3 separate regions of the Mus musculus genome follow, and regions 1 and 3 are each linked to region 2. Evidence: chromatin contacts called from public HiChIP or PLAC-seq and promoter capture Hi-C data. All regions are on one chromosome and are shown on one strand. Each heading gives the region's core, a stretch centred on a gene start, on an enhancer-like site or on the middle of the called end of the contact. The rest is flanking DNA. Distances are from core to core; before and after follow the strand shown. Region 1 holds the start of Spidr (scaffolding protein involved in DNA repair). Region 2 holds the start of Ppm1f (protein phosphatase 1F (PP2C domain containing)). Region 3 holds the start of Dnm1l (dynamin 1-like).

What was found. Promoter capture Hi-C pulls out the DNA fragments that hold promoters and counts their contacts. HiChIP or PLAC-seq counts read pairs in DNA pulled down with a chosen protein or histone mark.
Region 1: a contact with region 2 is called in a promoter capture Hi-C map of liver, with 3 times the contacts expected there. The contact joins the promoter of Spidr here to the promoter of Ppm1f in region 2. A contact is called at or near these places in 5 of 39 promoter capture datasets (liver, neutrophils, pre-B cells and 1 more) and 1 of 115 datasets of contacts at active chromatin or transcription factors (astrocytes).
Region 3: an H3K4me3 HiChIP or PLAC-seq map of stem cell-derived neural progenitor cells shows a contact between it and region 2, with 5 times the contacts expected there. The contact joins the promoter of Dnm1l here to the promoter of Ppm1f in region 2. A contact is called at or near these places in 10 of 39 promoter capture datasets (the 3T3-L1 cell line, the C10 cell line, cranial neural crest and 4 more), 1 of 15 datasets of contacts at CTCF or cohesin (large pre-B cells), 1 of 484 Hi-C or Micro-C datasets (embryonic stem cells), 8 of 115 datasets of contacts at active chromatin or transcription factors (the 230-238 cell line, acute myeloid leukemia, astrocytes and 5 more) and 2 of 9 other capture datasets (embryonic stem cells and pancreatic islet).

What each region holds. Positions count from the first base shown.
Region 1 is chr16:16,144,938-16,149,105 of GRCm38.p6, forward strand. Spidr (scaffolding protein involved in DNA repair) reads right to left here and starts at 1,914. Exons shown (of 20, transcript NM_146068.4): 1 at 1,808-1,914. The coding sequence starts at 1,840.
Region 2 is chr16:16,894,394-16,898,480 of GRCm38.p6, forward strand. It overlaps Ppm1f (protein phosphatase 1F (PP2C domain containing)), which reads left to right and starts at 2,076. Exons shown (of 8, transcript NM_176833.4): 1 at 2,076-2,231.
Region 3 is chr16:16,356,205-16,360,473 of GRCm38.p6, forward strand. Dnm1l (dynamin 1-like) reads right to left here and starts at 2,827. Exons shown (of 21, transcript NM_001360008.1): 1 at 2,560-2,827. The coding sequence starts at 2,661.

The DNA of each region.
Region 1 (4,168 bases), core at 664-3,163, 750 kb before region 2:
ACATGAGATCCTGTCTCATTTGCTGTTGACAAAGTTGTGAGCCATCCTATGGAACTAACAAACTGAAACTTACCACAACCACCACCACCCTGGCCCCTACCTCAGTGAATTTGGGAGAAGACTTCTCTGGAGAAGTCTTGGGAGAAGCTACAACCATAAGCTTAAACTACAGTCAGAATCCTGATAGCAATACTTGTGGAAAGCTGCTTCACTTTTGAGACAATCTTTACATAACAGTTAAGTAACACAACTACTGAAAAGAAAAGCTATTGGAAACTAATAAAATGAAGAGGGCAGAAAGAAATAACAAAAACAACAGATTTCTAAGTTAGGAAAAATTGCTAGGGCCCTGATAAGCTAAACAAATGGTTTCATAACACACTGTAATTTCTTTATGCTGTAGTGACAGCTAAAAATCGCAGTCCAGGGCAAACTCTTAAAGTTGTGAAAAGGCGCCGGGCATGGTGGCGCATGCCTTTAATCCCAGCACTTGGGAGGCAGAGGCAGGCGGATTTTTGAGTTCTAGGCCAGCCTGGTCTACAAAGTGAGTTCCAGGTCAGCCAGGGCTATACAGAGAAACCCTGTCTCAAAAAACCAAAAAAAAAAAAAAAAAAAAAAAGAAGAAGAAGAAGAAGAAGAAGAAGAAAGAAAGAAAGAAAAGAAAAGAAAAGAAAAGAAAAGAAAAGAAAAGAAAAGAAAAGAAAAGAAAAGAAAAGAAAAGAAAAGAAAAGAAGCCGGGCGTGGTGGCGCACGCCTTTAATCCCAGAACTCGGGAGGCAGAGGCAGGAGGATTTCTGAGTTCAAGGCCAGCCTGGTCTACACAGAGAAACCTTGTCTCGAAAAAAAAAAAAAAAAAAAAGTTGTTGAGAATAGGCACAAAGTCAAAATTTGGAGCTGGGCAGTTAGGAGAAGTGAATGAGCAGCTATAAGAGTGAATCAGGACTTTAGGGACGCTTAAATAAATGTATACAGTTAGCAAGGGTATCGAGGGCTGCAAGAACTAATTTATGTTAGATGTAGAAATGTTTTAATTCCTTGATTTTTTCATCTTTTAGTCTTCCTGAAATTTAAATTAGTCTTTTAAATCATAAGTTATACGTGCTTTTACTCTCTAAATAAGTTACAAAGTTCACAGTGTCATCTTTCAAGGCTATCTGAGAAATAAGTACGAATGGTAGTGTTAAGGGAGTTTAGCATTTAGTGAAAGGAAGAGCAGGTGAGGGAATGAAGCACCGTTTGCTGTTCTAAATTTTGAGTATTATGAAATAATCATCTGTAAGTGAGGAACTTTGAAAAGGCAAAATATGATCCAAGAGAAACACAATGTCGGAGAAATGTAGAGGATCGCTTAAATTTCATCCATGTAACAGTTCCTACAACAGTGCCTACAGTATACAGGGACTGCGGGAGACACGGGAGAAGCACGCCTCTCAGAAAGTTTAGGCGGGAAAGCAAAGTGTAGCAAAAGATGCCTGGGACAGAAGAGATACTCCAATACCCACTACTGTCTTGGTGTGTTAAGCAACAAAATAAAACGGAGGCAAATGAACTGCCAGACGCCAGCTCACACTCACTCCGAATCAATTCGTCCTCCCTGTCAGCCACCCACCCGCTTGGTTCCCAGGACCATTCAGCAGACCTGGGCAGAGGCAGAGCGAGGGAACCCTGCCTAGACCGACCGCCACCAACGGGCTCGTGCCGGTCAGACTGGGCGCACCAGCTCCCTTCACCGGACCAGGGACAGGCACGAGAAGCCCACAGAGGTTACACGCCCGCCCTCTGCTTTCATAGCAACAGCACAGCGTACCTTGGACGTGCCGGGGCGGCGGGCTCCAGACATCTCCTACGTGCACAGTCTTCCTGCTCGCCGCCCCATCCGGAAGCCGCCCATCACGCGCCCCGCCCCCTTCCCTCTGGCGACGCCCCTTCCCGCGCCCCGCCCCCTTTCCTCCGGAGACGCCCCTTCCCGCGCCCCGCCCCTTGCGAAAGCCGTCGTCTCAAGTTCCACGGGCTCAAACTGAGGGAGCTGCTGTCTAGGCTCTTCCTCTCGCTCTTTAGGGAGCCTGAGAGCTGATCTACAGGTCATCCTCTCTCCTAGCTAAGCAAAGCCTTAGAGCAGTAACCAGTGATGTGTTAGAATAGCGGGTCACCAAGAAGCACACTAGGCCCAGGCAGTTCAACGTGAAGAGGTTTTATTGAGAGGGAGAGATAAGGGAGTGGCAGAGAGAGAAGAGAAGAGAGCGAGGAGGGGGTGTTCTCCTTATTTATATGGAAAATGATGTAACACAAGTAAGGGTGGGAGGTGAGCCAAGTGAGTTCTGGGATATGGTGGTCGTTGGCTTGGCAGCCGTAAACTAGAATTCAATAATTATTGTTAATTAGTAATAAAACATAAGTAAGCCAGGAAAAGGAATAGTACTTCTCTAACTAATGAGGAATTCTTAAATATAAAATTCATAAATATCAAGAGCAAAGATTTCCTATTTAAAAAAAAAAACTATAGGAACACTAGTTGGATTTGTTATAAAGTAGGTTTCACATACTATAGATCTGGGAAAAGCCAGAGAGCTTACATTCTTAAATTTCTAGATGCTGGTTCAGGGAACATTTTAATGTGGAAGATGAAGCCGTTCCTTGGATGTTTTAAAGCGCTAGGACATAGTTGTCTATGTATGTTCAAACCAGCAGGACAGAGAGCTGCTACTTGAGTGGAAACTGGATTAACAGGGTTTCTAGTGTCGAAAAAAACACTAAATAAGTCCTTGTCAAGAATGTGTTTGCATGGGACTTAAGTAGAAACTAGATTAGCGGAGGCATATTCTATAAAGATATATATTGAAGAAAATATTAAATAAACTATATTGTTGAAAACTTGGAGTGGACAATGGAAAGGATTCTCAGAAAGTTGTATTTACAGATGTGTACAGAAGAGGAGCTTAGAGCCTGGGTGGTGACTTTATTCTCTAACTGAAAGATAGGCAGAGTGGGAAACAAGGCCCTTAATGAATTAAAAATACTACTGCAAGTGGAGCAGTTTTTGATATGCCATTCTGCAAAGGGGGACTACAGCATAGGAGAAAAAAGGACAAAATGACTGGCTTACTGACGTAACACAAGACAGTGGGGTTTTCTGTCTGCTTTGGGTTTCTGTTTGTTTCTTCCACTGGTTAGCTTGTTTGTTTGTGTTTGTTGAGACAGGGTCTCTCACTACTTAGCCCTGACTATCCTAGAACTTACAGTGTAGACCAGGCTAGCCTCAACTCAGAGATTTTCCTGTCTCTGCCTCCTGAGTGCTGAGATTACTGCTGTGCACTACCGCACATGGCAAAATAATATTTGTTTTGTTGTTGTTTGTTTGTTTTTAAAGTCCGAGTTGCAAAAAAAAAAAAAAATCCTGCCCTTCTTTTCCCATGGGCTGATATTTTAGAGAATTACAATTTTCCCAAATTCCCAAAAGTAGTGAATTCAAGGCTGTCTTAGGCTACGTGAAAGGAAACACCAAGTTTAGTTTTCTCTTGGAATAGTTTTCTTAGTCTTTCTAGAATATGTGGTTTTGCTATTGGTTTGTAGTCCTTCTGCAGCACTAATACAATGCTAGCTTGTCACTTCCTCTTATAACTCTCACCTTCCCTGAATATTTCTATCCAAACTTTTATAGATATAGATGTGAGGTCTACTGGAGTGTTCCAGGAATGCCTGCTGAAGTATATAGGTTCTTGTGTCCTACTGCAATGAATTGGACCATGGCTCTGTGATTAGAAATACAGATATAGTCTATGTAAAAATTTGAAACACTCCCAAGAATGAGAGTGAGCTACAAACAAACAAACAAACAAGTGTGTTCCAGATACACTGGGTCAGAGGCCTATCACTTTTTATGGGTTATGTACAATATTCATACAAGTTTGGGCTTTCAATGAATATATTCCATTTGTTGAATGAATACCAGGTTGGGGGTGGCTTCTTGCCATTCTCTGCTTATTGATTTCTTTTATATATTAATATTGATATAATTTTCTCTAGTCTGTTCTCTCCTGCCATAATTCCTTCCTGAGAGCTGGGATCCCAAATGTCTTTTTGGCAAGCACAATTATGATCAATGAATCCTCTACAGCCAATTCCAGGCTGAGAGGCGCAGACCTACCTAAAAAGGACCACAAAACTCCCA
Region 2 (4,087 bases), core at 826-3,325:
CTCATTATCATTGCTAACCTGTCAGCCAAGAACAATTAGGACTAGAGGTGAACTGTCTTAGCAGCTGTGTTCCTAGGCATCACCTTTTCTGCTCTGGAAGCTGATGAGATCAGAGCTGCAGGGCGACCTGTATTGTGGGAGGCATGCAAGATCTCACAGGCTAGCTCTCCAGTGGTTTGTCCCCCAGGCACTGCAGGTCCCGTTTCTCTTACCTTGAGATTGTGGTGCATACTAACATGAGGAAGTCTGTTTCGTCAAGTACAACATCCTCCCAGCACTGTAGAAGGCACCGTGGACCTCTTCTATACATTCTAGCCCTATGGGAAAAATTAATATCCAAGAGAGAGCCAAAATTCCATTAATCACCTTTCCTCACTGTGATAAAACACCTGAGCAAAATTTAAAGGAAGAAAGATGGATTTGGGCTCAGTTTGAGTCATCTCTGGTAGCTAAGAAGAGGAGAGAGGAAAGACTGGCAAAATAGACCTTTCCAGGGACTAGAGCTATACACTCTTGCAGGGCACACATACTCATGACCTTCCTCCATCCTAGTTTTCGTTGTCTCCTAATAATGTCATTATTATGAATGATGAATCCAATAGACTGATCTGCTGATGTTAGCGTCCTGATGATCCATTCACCTCCCAAAAGCTCAAGTTTTCAAGAGACTTCCAGATTTCAAATCATAACAGCTCCCTTTAAGCAGAAGTATTACCAAGTTGTACCCCCATTGTAAAGAGCCTGGAAATTCTAGAACAAAGGGTTTGAGGTCCTTTCCTGAGATTTTTAAAGCCTAAGTAATACAGCCAGTCTCTGAGTGATAGAGGCTAGTGTGGTAGGGAGTGTTTGCACTCACTCTCATAGTGCTCAGAACAGGTTTCTGGGAAAGGATTTTGGGAACTGGGAGAGGACACAGATGAGAGACCTGGAACTGAGCACTCTGAGACCTCCTGGCTCTACCCCACAGCTTGGCATGTCTTGATGAAGAGGTTTGAGCTAAGCTGGTTGGTATAGCTAATATTGGGAATTTAACAAGAGTAAAGGCTTTGGCATAGTAGACTACAAACAAGACAATCATGGTGACAGCAACCTCAGGAAAGGGTACATTACAGATATGTCCTTGGCCTAGAGCCTAACAGGGCCAGGTTCCTAGTGCCTGCTTTTGCTGTCTTCTCTGTATCACCCTCTACCTCATCAGGTTATAAATGACCTCAAACCTTAATCAGGTTGAATGAACCAGGACTCTACTTGCGTAGCAGACAGACATTCTCCCCACCATGCCAGTACACACACCCATCTATTGGTTCCCCAGGCTCATGGGTTCCCTGAAACCTAATCAGGTGACAAGTTCCTAAGACAATGGGGTCTGATGGCATGTGCTTGTCAGCACAGTTCTGAGACATAAACAAAACAAACAATTGGGTTTTTTTGTTTGTTTTGTTTTTGTTTTTCGAGACAGGGTTTCTCTGTGTATCCTTGGCTGTCCTGGAACTCACTTTGTAGACCAGACTGGCCTCGAACTCAGAAATCTGTCTGCCTCTGCCTCCCAAATGCTGGGATTAAAGGCTTGCGTCACCATGCCGGAACAATTGTTTTAAAAGCCAGGTGACAACCTGGAGCCAACCTTGTCTTTAAGACTGCCTTTGCTACCCAGTGCACTAAGAAAAGTGTCTCATTTCCTGCTTTATAGCCCCAGAGCTCAAGCTGCTCAACGAATTCTCAGTGGCCATGCAGTCCTGCTGAGCACAAAGGGCCTGGAACCCTTAACCACAAAGCCCCTGGGGCCTGTGGTTAAGTGGGCAGGACCACAATGAAACTTGAAGGGGTACTCTCCACACTGTACACAGGCAGTGTACACGTTCATTGGTATAAAATGAATATAATGTTATACATGAAAATATTTTCTAAAGTCTCTGATGGGTGGCCAGTCCTGAGCAGTATGAAGCCGCATCACTGCCCTGAGACTGATCACCACACACGTTGTGAAGCAATGACTGAGCATTGTGAAGCAAGGACTGCTTTCTGCCCAGTCAAGGCTGGAGAAGTGTAGCAACGCACTGGCTATTGGGGCTCTTGTCGTCCCTGAAACAAGAGAGCAGAGGGACCAGCAGGAGGCAGCAGAGGTGCGCCCGAGGCCCGACTGCGCTTGCGCAGAGCCTGCGGCGCCTAGGACGGGAAGTAGGCGGGGCTGCCCAGAGCAGCTCGTGGGGAGCACTGCGGCAGGCTGGCAGGTGAGGCCCGCGGGGTGCAAGGGATGAAGAGCGAGGGTGAGGGTGGAAGACTCGGACTAGGGTGGGGGTCATGTGGGGGCCTGAGATGCACGAAAGTGAAATGAGACTGAGGACGAAATGGAGAGGTGAGAAAGCACTAAGGCCAAGACCGGTTTCGGGTGCCTGAGCCCATGGGACTTTGGGGGATAGCTGTGAGCAAAAAATCTGAGCAAGCCGCCGCCGGGCCCTGGTGGCAAGGCGTCGGAAACTAAAGGCACGGAACTGGGAATCCATTGACACCCTCCCCCAGGGCTGTGTCTGAACCGAGGTCCAGGAGGAGGCTGAGAGCTGTGAGGCAAAACAGTACCAAGGAGTGACAATCCTGTTTTCAAGGATCATTCCCTCTTATCTTCCAAAACATGAGGGCTAGGCCCACGGCCCTACCCTCAGCCCTACTAGTGACGACCCGGACTGGGACCACATTTTCAACCTGAATGCCCAGCCCAGTGGCGTCCCTAAGTGTATTTAAAGCTAGTGTTTTACTTACCACCTGGTTTCAAGACGCAGGCTGAAGCCATTGGGCTAGATTGCAGTAGAGCCTCAGTCCTGAGAGCCTTGGGCTTCACCGTTACAGTTGTGTGGTCTCAGGCCAGCCCCCTAAGCTCTCCGTATAATGAGGAGAAAAGGGATTGTAAGGATTTCTGCAGACTAACATCTAGTGAGGCCCAGTGGAAGGCAGTGGTCTGCCCTACCAAGGCCGCCTATTTCTAGGCCCCTTGATTAACAGATGTGTTCACAATGTGCCCTGGGACAGCCCTGTGAACTGTTCCCACCTAAGGAACTGAACGAGAGCTGCCTCTACCTCATGGTCTCAGTGTTCATATTCCTCCCATCGTCAAATTTTACTTTTACTCAGCGGCAAACTGGGATGGAAGTGGCCAAGTCACTGGGCACCAGATTCCTCAACTGAGTCCTGCTTTGGTGACAACTAATATTTGTGACCTTAGAGTAACACTTTCCTCCTACCACCTGGTTTTTTTTTCAACTGCAGTATGACCTGATGGCATGTTTTCCCACACAGTTCTGAGACATAAACAAAACAATTGTTCTAATAACTGTTAACCTCCCACAACAGATTAATTTGCAGAATTCCTCTGTGATGTTGCCTGAAGCCAGTCTTTTCTGGAAGACTGTCTTTGCTACCCAGTGTACTAAGGGAGAGTTTTCATTTCCTGTGTGATCCCCCCAGACCTCAGGCTGCTTACCTCACTCTAGTGGCCATGCAGGCCTGCTGAGCACAAACAGCCAGGACACTGACCACATGGAGCTTAGGATCCCTTTCAAAAGAAAAATGGCAGCACAATAATATGGCTGCACAGAACAGCCCATGAAAGATAGTGGGGGGGGGGGGTGTAGACATGGCTGGGGTGGAGTCCATCTATGTTCAGCGTGCATATGTTCTGTAGGTTGAATTTCCAGCACCAATAGAAAGAAACATAGTCTTAAAGTGTGTTTTGGCATTTTTGTTTTGTTTTGAGACAGGGTCTCATGGAGCCCAGGCTGGCCTCCAACTCATAATATAGCTAAGATTGAACTTGAACTTGTAATCTATCTCCATTTGGCTCTATCTTCCAAGCACTGGAATTGTAGGTGTTCACCACCATGTCCAGTTTTATCGAGGAACCTAGGGCCTGTGCCTTCAAGGCAAGTATCACCAGTTGAGCTACCCGTCCAAACCCTACTCCACACCCTTTGGTTTTTGTTTGTTTGGGGGGAGGGTATTTTAGTTTTTGCTTGGTTTGGTTTTGATTTGGTTTTTTTTTTTTTGTTTTTGTTTTTGTTTTTTTTGAGACAAGGTTTTACTCAGTAGCCCAGAC
Region 3 (4,269 bases), core at 1,577-4,076, 540 kb before region 2:
CTGAAACCCTGAGACTGCTAGAAGAAAACGTGGGCAGTTCCTTACAGGATATAGGTAGAGAAAATGAGTTTCTGAATAGGATTCCATTTGTCTAAGAATTAAAACTAGCAAGTGGGACCTCATAAAACTAAAAAGCTTCTGTAGAACAACTGAAGAGAAAATTCATAGGATGGGAGAGAATCTTGCCAGCTATATTGCTGAGGGAAACTTAATATACAGAAGATATAAAGAACTGAAAAAAAAAAAAAAAAAACCTCAAGGGTCAAAAAAACTCATTCAAATAATGGACAATAGTTTCTCAAAAGAATCTATTCTTCTGTTCTCAAAAGAATAAGTCAAAATGGCTAAGAAATGTTGATTTAAGTGAATTAAATTAAATTTTAGATAGTAAGATCATCAAAGCTGAGTTTCAAAGGCCTTCCTTCTTCCCTCCATTACTCCTCTACTGGCTAACACTGTTGTGTGTAAGAAAGCCCATCTTGATTTTAATCTCTTTAATCTGATTCACTATATCCCTGATTCTTTTACTGGTTAAAATGTACTTGGAAATCTCTTAAGAGTATAAGGTTTCTGCTCTAAAGCTAGATCACAATTCTTGATTGTTATGAAAGAAAATTAACTAAGTCATCTTTTCTCATTTTATTTACAAAAAATAGTTCTTATTATAAAAGTCCCAATGAAGAGATACTTCAGCAGTTAAGAGAACTTGTTGCTCTTGCAAAGGACCTAAGTTCAGTTCCCAGCATGTTCATGGCAGTTCACAACCATTTGTATGGCAAGTTCCAGAAGATCAGTTGCCTTCTTCTGGCTTCCAAAGGAATTAACAGGCATTTGATACATATACATATACATAAACACAGGCAAATATTCATAAAGTAAAAATTAACTTAAAAACTAAATATCTCGTTACAATGAATAATATGCATCACTGAAAATCTTCTATAAGATCGCAGGAACAAAATACCAAAACAAACAAAAAACCAAATAGTACACTTGATAATTTGGTCTTCGGGCACAGCCAACATCAAGTGTTAATGCTGGATTATGCAGACATGACTGTCCGAAAACTATCTATGCCAACCCAGCAAATGGCCCCAAAATAATTCCTACTGCTTTAAATATTTAAAGGCCAATAATAATAATAAACTACAGGATGGTTTGAAGTATATGGATATCCTCTAATTTATTTCTTCTTATAATATTTATACACTTTCTGTAGTTAAGATGTAGCCATACAACCCATGGAAAACAGAGAAATCACCCATCACCTCAGAAGAAAAGAATATTAACAAATGGGAGCACCTAAAAGTATGTTTATAAAGGGGCTGGGGAGATGGCTTGGAGGTTAAGAGCAAAGGCTGCTCTTTTAGAGGACCTGGTTTCCAGCACCCACATGGCATCTCACAATCATTTGTAACTCCAGTTTCGGGGATCATATACTTTCTTCTAACCAGCACCAGGGAAAACACTCACATCATAAAAATTAAAAAAAAAAAAAATTCTGGGCATGGTAGTTTTTCAGTCAAGGGAGCTGAAGCAGGGGGAGTGCTATGAGTTTCAGCCAATTCAGGTAACAAGGTAAATTCTTAGCCAGCTTGAAGTACAGAGTAGGGCTCATCTCAAAAACAATTCTCGCCAGGTGTAGTGGCACACGCCTTTAATCCCTGCACTCGGGAGGTTGAGGCAGGCGGATTTCTGAGTTCGAGGCCAGCCTGGCCAAAGTGAGTTCCAGGACAGCCAGGGCTATACAGAGAAACCCTGTCTCGACGCCCCCCCCCCAAAAAAAAACAAAAACAAAAACAAAACAAAACAATTCTCCCCAGGAGGATAGAGGCACTGAATGGTCTTCCAGAAGTCAATTCCCAGCAACCACATGGTGGCATGGTGGCTCACAACCATCCATAATGGGATCTGATGCCCTCTTTTGGTGTGTCTGAAGACAGCGACGGCGTACTCACAAACATTAAAACAAACAAAACCAACAAAAAACGCCCTCCTCCCCTAAAGTTCTGTTGCTCCTCTTCAGTTCAAAGCAGGCATTTTTTTAAAAAATGAAACTCACATATCTCTGCTATTCTAGATATCTATTCAACATTCTTTCATACAAAATTTGGACTTATCGCCAATACCCCACATAAGGCCTGAGAACCTTATACCAAATTTGGGTCACAGTAACAAAATTACAAACACCAAAGTCATGGTGCTCCTTCCTAACTTTAGGCCTCCAACTACACCCGGGATTTTCTTTTAATCTTATTTTTACTTTGTAATAGCTCCGTGGGCCACCGACTCACCACTAGCTTGCTGCCTGTCTGCTCACAGCAACTCCTGAGTCCGTCGCGTCCTCAGCGGCCGGAAGGAAGCGACAGCCGCCCACACGCCCGCCCGCGCGTCCCCCGAGTGCCCTTGGGCCAAGCCGCGCCGGGCTGTAGGCTGCAGGGCCACTCAGTCCCGCTGAGCGCCCGGGAGCAGAGCGGAGCGCCGAGCTGCCGGCCTCCTCCTGGCGACACCTGCAGGCCTGCGGCCGAGCCAGGCCTCGCAATCGCGGCCTCATCTTACCTGCGTTCCCACTACGACGATCTGAGGCAGCTGGATGATGTCCGCACCCACTGTGTTGAAGACGTCCTGCAGCTTATTGATGACCGGGATCAGCGCCTCCATGACCCCCGAAACACTGGACCCCCAACCCAGCAGGCCACTGCAATGAATGGGGACTCGACCCACAGCCCGCTTGCTTCCTCTTCTCCTCCGCCCTTTCCTCGGGAGCCCGCACCCATTGGGCCGGGCCAGCACCCAGCCCGCTCCCGGCAGGCCACGCGCCACGACAGAGGTGGGCGCGCAAAGGCTGCCGGGAGATGTAGTTCAGGCTGAGTGGAACGCGAAGGCCTATTCTAGAAGGTTTCAGGTATCGACCTGAACTGGGCGGGTAAGGAAGCTGAGACCGTGAATCTGAGTCTACTATAGTCAAAATGCTAGCTAACAGCTAGATGAATAATGATTGTTAGAGTGTTATGTATGAGTATGCCTCCAGGAGTTGGGACACACCAATTTTATGGACAACCATGGAAGACTTAGACAAAAGGTTAACAAGGTCTGTACTACATAGTGAAATCCTGTGTTTATAAGAAGGGATAGAGTCGCCGGGCAGTGATGGCGCATGCCTTTATCCCAGCACTTGGGAGGCAGAGGCAGGCGAATTTCTGAGTTCGAGGCTAGCCTGGTCTACAGAATGAGTTCCAGGACAGCCAGGGCTACACAGAGAAACCCTGTCTCGAACCCCCCCCCCCTTCCAAAATAGGGATAGAGTCTATTAATTAACCAATGTCATTTCCTTATGAGAAGTACTACTTTATGAAGAGCAATCAAGGAAACTATAGGAAAACTTAAAAGAATGTCTCCAGACATTTCTACCGCTCCAGCCTACCCACCAAGAGAGTTTATCTGGTCAAAGTTCTGAGAGTGAATGATAAGCCCTTAGAACTAGACATTCGTATCACACACACCAACTACGACTTAAGGTACAATGCAGAAATGAAGGCAGAAAGAATATAAGAAACCAAGGATTGAGCAGCTGTCATCTACTTACAAAGCTGTAGTTGTAGCCTGAATACATAGCACTATATACCTGCACAAGATTGGGCCCTCCAGCTATCTATCATAGAAACAGGAGGTGCCCATGAAGCTCCATTCTTTCTAAAGGAGCAGTAACTGTGAATGTTTGCTGGAGTTGGGGATTAGCTTTTTCTATTAGTATACCCACTAGGACTAATAGGTGGGAAGAAGGAGTCCTAGAAAGGAAGGGGGAATATCAGAGGGTAATGAGGGTACCAAAATAATCACAATATACTGGATTTTAAGACTGTTAAACATAAATAAAACAGTAACTCAGAGCCACAAACTCCCCAGCCTGAGAGGAGTGAAAAGCCAAGCAAAACTTGTTGCTATCTATTCATGATAGCCATGAGCACTCATAGTCACAAAGTTGTGGATTGTATAACTGGAGGGGTTACTTACCATTCACCTGCAACATATGCCATAGGAGACAGGCTTTACTGTTCAGAACACAGATGGTGGCTGGTTAATAAGTTTTGAAAAACACATAAATGAAAGACTCTGAAGATCCAGAAGTGATTTTTGGACATCTTGGCAAATGTTGTGACCTTCCCTTTTGTCTTTTAAAAACAAAGATTTCAGAATCCAAAACCAAGTGCAGCAGCATATATGTAACCTCAGACTGAGAAGGCAGAGGCAAGAGTCAGCTCTATTGTC